Linked DNA regions of Triticum aestivum: region 1 is linked to region 2. A link is a contact called in public Hi-C data. All regions are on one chromosome and are shown on one strand. Each heading gives the region's core, a stretch centred on a gene start, on an enhancer-like site or on the middle of the called end of the contact. The rest is flanking DNA. Distances are from core to core; before and after follow the strand shown.

The links. Hi-C and Micro-C count contacts between places; a contact is called where the count stands out from the background.
Region 1: a contact with region 2 is called in a Hi-C map of leaf, with 4 times the contacts expected there. The contact joins the promoter of LOC123094655 here to the promoter of LOC123091543 in region 2. A contact is called at or near these places in 3 of 5 Hi-C or Micro-C datasets (all in leaf).

What each region holds. Positions count from the first base shown.
Region 1 is chr4B:148,455,826-148,460,640 of IWGSC CS RefSeq v2.1, reverse strand. It overlaps LOC123094655 (BTB/POZ and MATH domain-containing protein 2), which reads right to left and starts at 2,116. Exons shown (of 2, transcript XM_044516613.1): 1 at 1,995-2,116; 2 at 498-1,880. The coding sequence starts at 1,875. The coding sequence ends at 793.
Region 2 is chr4B:147,837,212-147,841,893 of IWGSC CS RefSeq v2.1, reverse strand. It overlaps LOC123091543 (cysteine desulfurase 1, chloroplastic), which reads right to left and starts at 1,714. Exons shown (of 10, transcript XM_044513080.1): 1 at 1,523-1,714; 2 at 523-656. The coding sequence starts at 1,714. LOC123091545 (methylesterase 17) reads right to left here. Exons shown (of 4, transcript XM_044513082.1): 1 at 4,553-4,682; 2 at 4,243-4,383; 3 at 3,685-3,813; 4 at 2,941-3,443. The coding sequence ends at 3,180. It overlaps LOC123091547 (a long non-coding RNA gene), which reads left to right and starts at 1,867. Exons shown (of 5, transcript XR_006443281.1): 1 at 1,867-2,025; 2 at 2,339-2,520; 3 at 3,224-3,471; 4 at 3,693-3,806; 5 at 4,545-4,682.

The sequences.
Region 1 (4,815 bases), core at 867-3,366, 620 kb before region 2:
TAAGGCGATCACGAGCTATAGATGCACCCGTTCATAGCTGCTATTCTGAATTACTCTTTGTAATAATAAGGCAGCAATCTATAACCCCTTAATTACGTACACTATTAGATATGCAACATGAAAATATGTCGACATACCTTGTTAAGGGAAATAAAACCTAGGTACTAGTGAATCTGAAAAAAAACTAGGTACTAGTGCATGAAGTTCATCTCAGTATGATACATAACTGAAATTAAGCTGTTTATCAAGCACATAACATAAATAACCTTGAACTTTTTAGGCACAACAAATAGGAATCCCAAAAATATTTCAACTACTTAACAGGCTTCAGTGCATGATACATCAAAAGATGCGTTCACCAAATTGTTGTATCTGTGAGATTGTATAAGTTTTCTGATATAGGAACCCGAAAAGGTAAAAGTTTAACAGACGATGCATATGTCCCGCGATAACCATGCGCCAGATGATGTTTGCTCATTTTCTGCCCCAGTTTTCAGTTTTGAAGCTAACATAATTAACACAACAATAGCAGCAAAGTAGTAGCTACTTACGCTGTTATCTGATATTCATTCATTACAATAGATGAGGCCAGAACAATTCAACACCCTGACGTTCAGCAATTTGGGCATCCAGTAGTTTGTCAAAAGGTGCACATATTGCAATAAACTAGACTTACCACCCACCGGTTCAGGTCAGCACAAGCTGCTCTAGGAAACTAACTAGCAATCTTTTCATACGATTTAAGAACTACATAATGTTGTCAATAGAATTGGCTTAGAATGAGCTGCTCACCTATGCTTTGTGCAACCTACTTGCCTTCTCGAACACGTCTATTAAGACAGAAGGGAAAGTTCTTTTGAGATTACTGTAACCTTGGGTTGCCATCAAGGCATCCATCTCATCCTTAGAGGCAATAAATTCAATGCACACTTCCTTAAGCCTGTCACAGTTATGGTGATCAGCTAAAGCCAATGTAGTTGCCAGAGTCTCCATGGCAAGGTTTTTACCGAGGATGTTTTGGCATATCAACTTCAGCCTGTCCATGGCATATCTATCTGCAGCCACAAGTAAATGCCGGATCATCTCAACGTAATCATCACCACCAAAATCACCCACGTCAGGCAATGAATCGGTATATACGAAATGCAGCAAGGCCTTGAAAGCAGCAGGCTGCATGTCTTCAACTGTAATGGACTCTGCCTTTGTTTCCTTCATCCCTCCATACAGCTCTGCCTCAAAGACATGTGATCGTGCCACAAGTATGATCTTGTGTGCGGCAAAAGTCTTTCCCCCAACACTGAATGTCACGTCGGACCCCTTCCCCTCTAACAACAGCTTGCCAAAATGATCCGATAAGTTGGACGATGACACCTTGATTTCAGAGCTCCCTGTTGTTTTTGTCACCTGTGATTGTTTGATGACTGTGAGTACACATTCAATTGTCAGGCTATCATCCTTAATGTAGCCTGATGCTTCCAGCTCCAGCTCACTCCTTTCAATGAACCCTCCACATTCTGGGAAAACACGATTACCGTAGTCGAACTCTGTCGGGGTTGCTTGAGACAGAAACCAAATACTCTTTGGCAACCCAGTATCCTTGTTAACCAGTCTCAGATCACAGGATGCCCGCGCCAACCCCCTGCCCGTGGGCTCACGCGAGACCGACACGCAAACGCAATCGGCGTATGACATGTTGGCTCCGTCAGGGTAGAAACGGATGGTCCAGTCGTAGCCGCCGACGGTGAAGATGGCCGACTGGACGAACTTGTCGATTCCCAGGCCCTTCTTGAGGCTGTACCCGATGATCTCCAAGACATGCGTTCCCTTCGCCGTCTCCGTGGTACACCTTGACGAGGAATTGGATTCGAGTGCCATCAGCCCTGCAACCAAGAGCATGGAGCCCGTAATGCGGATCTGAGAATACGAGAGGAACGCACACAGCTTTGTCGAGGACAAGAGGAGTTGGGGAAGAAACGAGAGGGTGAGTGGAGTACCTTGGAAAGTCGGCAGACGAGGAGGAGGTGAGGGGCGGCGGCCAAACAGGGAGGGGAGGTCTGAGCAGCTGATGGAGACGGGAGAGGTGAGATCTGAGCAACTGATGCGAAGGCAATGGGACCTGGCCAGATGGGCTACAAGGGCCGTGCGTGGCCCGCCAAAGCATGTTTTGACTCAAAAAATGAAGTAAAATTCAGAAAAAATACAGGAAAATAAAAACGAGGGGAAGTGTCACGTGGGAGAAATCTTGAGCTTTATAAGTGGTTGCCTCGTTAAAACCTTCCACCCCTCAGAAGAAAAAAGAGTATAAAACCATGCTCTAGATTATATAGAAGGGAAAGAAAATGAAAAAACATACAATGACCACAAGTATTCTTCCTCTTCTTTGATTGGAAGATCTGTGAATGTGGCTTCCGGTTCTTTGTTGTCTGCGGTGTATTGTGCTTTCCTGCTCGCTAGTTTCTCATATTTCATGGCCATTACCTTATCCGGGGTGAGACTGATTCTTCTCTCCTCAAGTACTCTTCCAGCTATGTTGAAAGCAGACTCTGACGATGTCGATGAGATGCGTATTGATAACAAATCTCGTGCTAATATGGAAATCACCAGATATGTAAGCTTGTGTTCATGCCACCATTGATGTATGTTGAAGTCCTCGTCATCTTCACTGAAGTTGACTTTGTCGCTGTTAAGGTACATCGCTAACTACCCACCACATGCAAGCACACACACTAAAGTCTTTGATGCTCCTGTCGAAGAGCTCAAGGCAAAGGAGGAAGAACCAAATATCTTGTTCCGCGCTCCTTTTTTTTCATGCAGATAGTGTTGGTGGAGGCCGTTGCACTCGAACGCCAAAAAACTTTTGTTCGTACTTATCGTAAACTTCAGAAACTTATCACGAACATCAGTGAAATAACAAGAATAATCTAAATGTAGGGACCCATCTAATAAAAATGATCAAGCTTAGCCCTAGATCCAAGATAAATGCAAATACATGAAACATAGGAATTTCTTTCTAATATTTAAATATTTAAGTTTCATGCAAGCAACAACTTATAATTCAACGCCTTTTGTATGCGTTCACATGAGTTGCAATGTCTACAATACTATGCACCATTAAAGGAGATGTGGAATGATGACCACTGAAGTAAATTATTGCATCATAAAACATCTCCAAAAAACTTAGTCAATATTGAAGCAACATGCAGATCACATGAGTGATTAGCTATGATACTTGCATTCACGAAATCCCGAGAATGTATCTTTGTCTCGGAGAAGTGACTTGAGCATCATATATGTAGAGTTTCATGTAACAAACAAGTCAAAATTATACTTATGAGGAATTTCTCCTACAACAATGCAATATCTCTTGGAGCTTGCAATTCGTTGTTTAGAGTTACTAAGATAAGAAACTGCAGTTTGCAATTTTTCAAAATGTGGTTTGCATTTGAAGGCACATTTAGTAATAAGATAATTATATGGCAAGCATAACGTTGATGCAGTAAAAAAGATGCAGCATATATGAAAAACAGAGGAGTGAGGTCCTCCATTGCAATTGTATTTGTTGAAGCATTATCCAAAGTTACTGCAAAAAACTTGTTGGTCGGACCAAAATCTGCACAACTCTACTTAAAGCTTGAGCAATGTTCACACCAGCATGTGCTTCGCCAATTAATTCGAATCTTATGATTCTTTTTTGTAGTTCCTACTTATCGCTAACATAATGAGCGACCACACTATTGTAGTCTTGCTTTGCCTGACCACTCCTGATATAAGGTCTTGAAGAGACCCAAAAAGTGCATGTGGTAAATTCTTCTTTTCTTTTTGTAAGTCCGGTTTTGCATAACCTTTTCATATCCATAATTGTAGCTTGTCTAGAAACTAGTTTGAAATTAGGAGTATGAGTAGTCTGAATGTATTCAGTAAAATCATCAGACTCACCAAAACCTAGAGGTAAATCACTATAAGCAATTAAAGGACAAAGATCTTCCCTCTAAACATTGGCATCATAGGTGAAATTATATATCGAACCATTAGGGTTTTATCTCGCCACGGCCTCTCCATCCTTCTTCATGTGGGCTTTCTTGTGCCAGATCAGCTGGTCGGGTTCCTCCTTGACCCCATATGCAATACATTTCCCCGCATCTTCTGCACTTGACCTTAATCACACAAACACCACCCACCTCAACTATTACTTCATCGAAGTAATCCCACACTTTTGAGGTTTTGCGACAAGACTTTTTTGCATCGATGGTAGTGGAGGAAGTGTTGGCACTAGTGGAATTGGTGAAGGATTGTGAAGGTGGTGTATTGTCGTCGAAAGTAGGATAGGTAGTGGTATTGTCATCACAAGGAGGATATGTGGTGGTACTGTGGATAGTGGGATCAACATACCCGGGTATGTGAAAATTGAAATCGCTTGCATTGAAGCTTTTTTTGAGAATCATCATCAAACTTTATTAATCACCGTACACCTGGGATTTCATCGGATATTACATGCAGAATACAGTTAGGCGGATCGCTAGGCCAAAAACTACAAAATTCCTTACTAACTCCTTCTCTAGCTAACAAGTGAGCTCCTTGCTTCCCTGATCTTCTAACCTAGGAAGCTTTAAAACCTTCAAGAGTCCTTCCTAGCAGCTTGATTTCTTCAACGATCGGTCCAGCCACACTTAAGTTTTTTTCCTGGTCATTCAACATGGCCGCCACTCCCTTGTTGTCGACTTCAACGTGCACCCTGGTAGCTCCAGCATGGATTGCCAGCTGCAATGCCTTGCGGCAAGCAAGTATCTCAGCCACCTCGGGATCAGACACATCCCG
Region 2 (4,682 bases), core at 465-2,964:
CCTACTTGACTGAGTGATACAAAACTAGCAGCCTAGCAATGACATACTATGAAGCAAATCAACTGCTATATCTTTCTATGCACACAGTTGATCATCATATATCTCAAAACACGACACCTATAGCATCATTGTCCAATACAATAAAATTATGTGAGCACTACCATACCTCACAAAACAGACAAGTCAGATATGGGGGAAATCACAGAAGAAATTGTGCAAGGCGAAAAGTGAAATGTAATTATGTAAAATAGTTTTATGCTGTAGGGGGTGTTCTGTGGTGATTCACATCCATATTCCTAGTAGGAGAGTAAAAGGGTAATCTTCTGTTTCTCAAAAAAAAAAGGGTTTTCTCCTGCACAGCTCAACGCCTCTAGGGGTCTAGAGCCAGATATTACATCAGGGCCACAACCTTGCTTTACTCACACTTAGAGATAGAGAATATGCATCCAAATTCCTGGTACTAGTGGGTATTTTACACTTGCAACACCCAATTAAGACATAAAGGACAAATCAAAAAATTACCTGAGAGCATGAATGCCACGGTGAACATTCGAATTATAAAATCGGTAGTAGTCGTCTAAGGCTTTCATCACATGAGAGGGTTTCTGTGATGTTGAACCATTGTCGAAGTAAACTAATTTGTTACCATCAAATTCCTGCAAGTTCCGATGATCATAAATGATATAAAAACCACCTCACTTGAATGCCAAAAGTGTATACATAACAAAATGTAAGGTTAAAGTTTGCGACATAGTAATAACGAAAGAATCCAGCATGTAAACCAACAATAATTTTGCAGTTACTGAATCCACATTGAATAAAACAACTGTTCTGGAGGGCCCTACAAATGGATGTTTTACACGCATAACCGAATCAAAAGAAAGCTGAGTGAAACTTATATCAGCTTATCCGTAGTGGTAACTGCACCAGACATGGTGATATGCTAAAAGCCCATATCTCTCTTATGAACATTTTTTTCGATAAAGAGCGCTTTAATTAACTCATAATGTAGCATCAAGAGGAAATCATGATGAGCAACACCCAGCCTCTGCATAGCTAGGATGCACACAGCCAAACACAAACAGTCTGAAAGAAGATAAAAATTTGACATATCGGCACCAGTAGAGTCAAATAGGACCGTCACTATGTCTATGTCGAAGGAGGCGATGGGCCGATACAGAGGTTATGCTGCCACCCATGTTGGGAATAAACCTCCATGGCCCCTCGCTCCAATTGCGTACACACTGCCTTGAACAACAGTTGGAACTCCGTACGGTGAAGCATAGACTCTCTTACGAACAAATGGAAATATTTCCAGGCAGCAGCAAAAGCAGGACTACATACATGTTGTAATCAGGAGTATCTAGACGCGCCGCAATCAAGAACGATCCGATAATTTATCGGGAAAAAACATAATTAGATGCGCGACTGTAAATACTATTTCACTAATCAAATTCAAAATTGGACTGGAATGGCACGAACAACCAAACAACGAGACGAGCCGGAGATGAGCAGGGGAGACCTGGTCCAGGATGGGGAAGTCTACGCGGGTGAGGTCCCCGAGCGAGGAGGCCGGCTCCGCCTCCCGCGAAGGCGCGGCCACGGCCGCCGTCGCACAGCGGCCCCGCCGTGGAGAAAACGTGACCACAGCGCCGCCGCCGATAGTTCCGGGATAGCTGCGGTTCCTGATGGAAGAGGGGAAGTACCGGAGCGACGCCGCCGCCGCCGCGGTCGCCATGCGCGCCGTCTCTGTGGGTTGGATTAGCCAAAGCTTCGCGGTGTGTTTCCGTTCCTGCCACGTGAGGCCCACCCGTCAGCGTCCAAGTGTGTTTAAGCGGTCAGGGTGCGGGACCCGCACGGTGGTCTCACATTAGAGCGGCAGAGTAACACTGAATGGTGGAGCGGCGCCGCTGCATGTAGTAACTGCTGCCGTCGACGAGGCCGCCGCCGCCACCCGCCGCCGCAGACCTCCACGTTCGACAATAGCGCCTTCCTCTACGACGCCAGGGAGGTGTTCCATGCCAGGTGAGCAGTTATACCATGCTGAAGATAGGGGCTGTCCGTGGTGTAGGGCAGTAGCACGGCACCTGTTCGATCGAATGCGTGGTCGAGTTGCTGTGTTCGATTTGCTGGATAGGTTCTATTCCTAGGCGTCAACAAATTTTCCATGATTAACAGTGTGAGATGCGAACGCCATGAGTTTCAATGAAATTTTTCCACGATTTTCCACAGTTTATATGATGTGAGACTGCATTCCTAATTTCCCATCGTGAATTATATGAAGCAAATTCTCCGTGTTGGATAGCTGAGTTTGTCATCTCGTTTTGTGAGGCACCAGAAGTCGTGGTCAGCAAGGGGAAAAGGCACAAGATGGAGTTGATGCTGTCATTTTACAGCAAAGGGAGGAGGCACTGTGTGTGAGCTGGGGCAAGGAGGCTGTGCTCTAGTGGCCATTGAAGAGTAACTTCTGATGAGTTATCTGATCCAGCAATTAAAGTGTTACTGCAAAGCTTAGTTAAGGTAAAACATTCTGCTTGGTTGGCTTGTATATCAGCGGCTAATGCTGGTTCCTGAGAAAAGATAAAGACTGAACGCAACCAAAAGTCCGAACTGATGGAAAGGGCTAGGCAATCCACATATACACTTCAACACTTCCTCTTACGTGTGACGCGGGAAGTCAATATGTGAATAGACTCAGAGGTATGGCTCAAGAGGCCTATACATGGACATAGAGGGGGGCAGTAGCAATTTTTGGATTAACTGCGAAAGCCAGGACTTGAACTCAAGACCTTAGGCTCTGATACCATGTTAAGCTTCATGTCTAGGCAGCGGAACCAAAAGTCCGAAATGATGGAAAGGGCTAGGCAATCCATATATACACTTCAGCACCTTTGACTCGGTCCTTTTCTTTTCCTTTTTCTTTTGGAATAACACGTAGACTTATCTAAAATGGGAATTACGTAGGCCTGATTTGAGTTACTTGCTTACAAAGTGAATGGTAATGTTTACCCTAAACCAGCTTTACTTACACCCTTAAACCATTTATCCATTTGTCTTGAAGATTCCCTGAGAAACATGCTTCACAAAGATGTTATCCTAACTCGGATACTTAGTATATGTCATGTTACAAGAATTTGAACAAACCCACTATAGAGAGTTCAGTAATTTGCATATTTGCATCATAGAGATTTGACTATTAGGTTAAAGAGCTGTTCTGGTGCAGAGAAGAAGGGGCTGTGGTCTGTATCTATGACCAAAACCTCGCTGGGTGGCCACTTCTTGATCATGGAATCTTGCTGCTGAGGGTCCAGCATGTGGTCACGCTGTGTCTTTATGAAAACCCGCTTTATTCGATTCAATCTCTCATCAGCTCCTTCAAAGCTTGCAGTACCAATAGCACTTGCAGGCCATGGGCGCATCAGCATTGAAGCCAGTATTGACTCCTGAACAAGATTTTTTCATAAAACATGTGTAAGTAAAATTCGGACCATTGGTTACCTCTTAATTGTGTATGATGTTTAGTTCTTGAGAAGGTTGTTCAAGACACATGCATGGGAAATGATAGCAATATCTTGTCAGGAAATAGCTATAATAAATTTTATAATACTGGGCTCAGATTATAGAATCTGTACAATTTGATAAAGATGTGGATTTCATGAGCACATTGGCTCATGCATATAGTACCTCCTCAGGGCTTTGTTGTGATAGTCGATCACGCTGGAATTCTAATCTCAAGGCGACAGTAGTTGGAGGATCATCTGCTCCTGCACCGAATGTCAACTCGGTCTCATTCTCAGGCAAACTTGGTAAGCCCTGTTACACATTAATATACAGAAACTGTCATTAGTCGGACATAGTCAGTATATAACCATGAAAGGAAGCTTCCAGATATGCAATAAATTTGCAACAGAGCTTATTCAATAATTTCAACACGTGGAATTTGTTCTATAAATTTTTCCAAGAATTGTTGAACCTGTTATTTCATTTCTATCATGCAAATGACGACAACGAGAACAAACTGAAATTCTCAGGAAATATTCCAAGTGCCTGGTTAACATTGCCCATCGTATTTATCCTGGTCTTTACCATGTCTGTTTGAGTTATATATGTACTAAGGATTTCAGTTTTGTCGTATGTATATGTTTGTTAGTTAGGACACATTCTCAGCACTTGGTAGGTGGCTCATGCGTCATGACAAAATAAAGTGCAGCCTGAAAACATTTTTTAAGGAACAAAACATACATCTTTCTTATCTTCATCAGTCTGAAGTCCAAATGGCAGCATAGCAGCTGCCACAAATATTGCTTGCTTAATTCTGTCAACGAATTCATGCATTGCGTGAATCACACTCAGCCCTCCACTGCCATGCCCAATGAGAATCACCTGAAATTCGATCAAAATGAGTTTCAAAAGGTAAACCGAATCGCCTATAACTCTTCATCATTTTGGACACAATGTCCCTAAGCAGCTTCACAACAAAGCAACAAACTACCTTCAGCACTTTGTGGCCATAAGTAGTTTATAAATTAGCAGCAATACTGCAGGATCCTACCTTCTCACCCTCTGGCAAGGCGGAGATGAGGCGCAGGAGCGGCTTGTCATACTGCTCGAATGACCGTACAGTGTTGGGGTCGGTTGGGTCTACGCCGCCTCCGGCAAGGTCTATGCAGGTCACTTGGTAG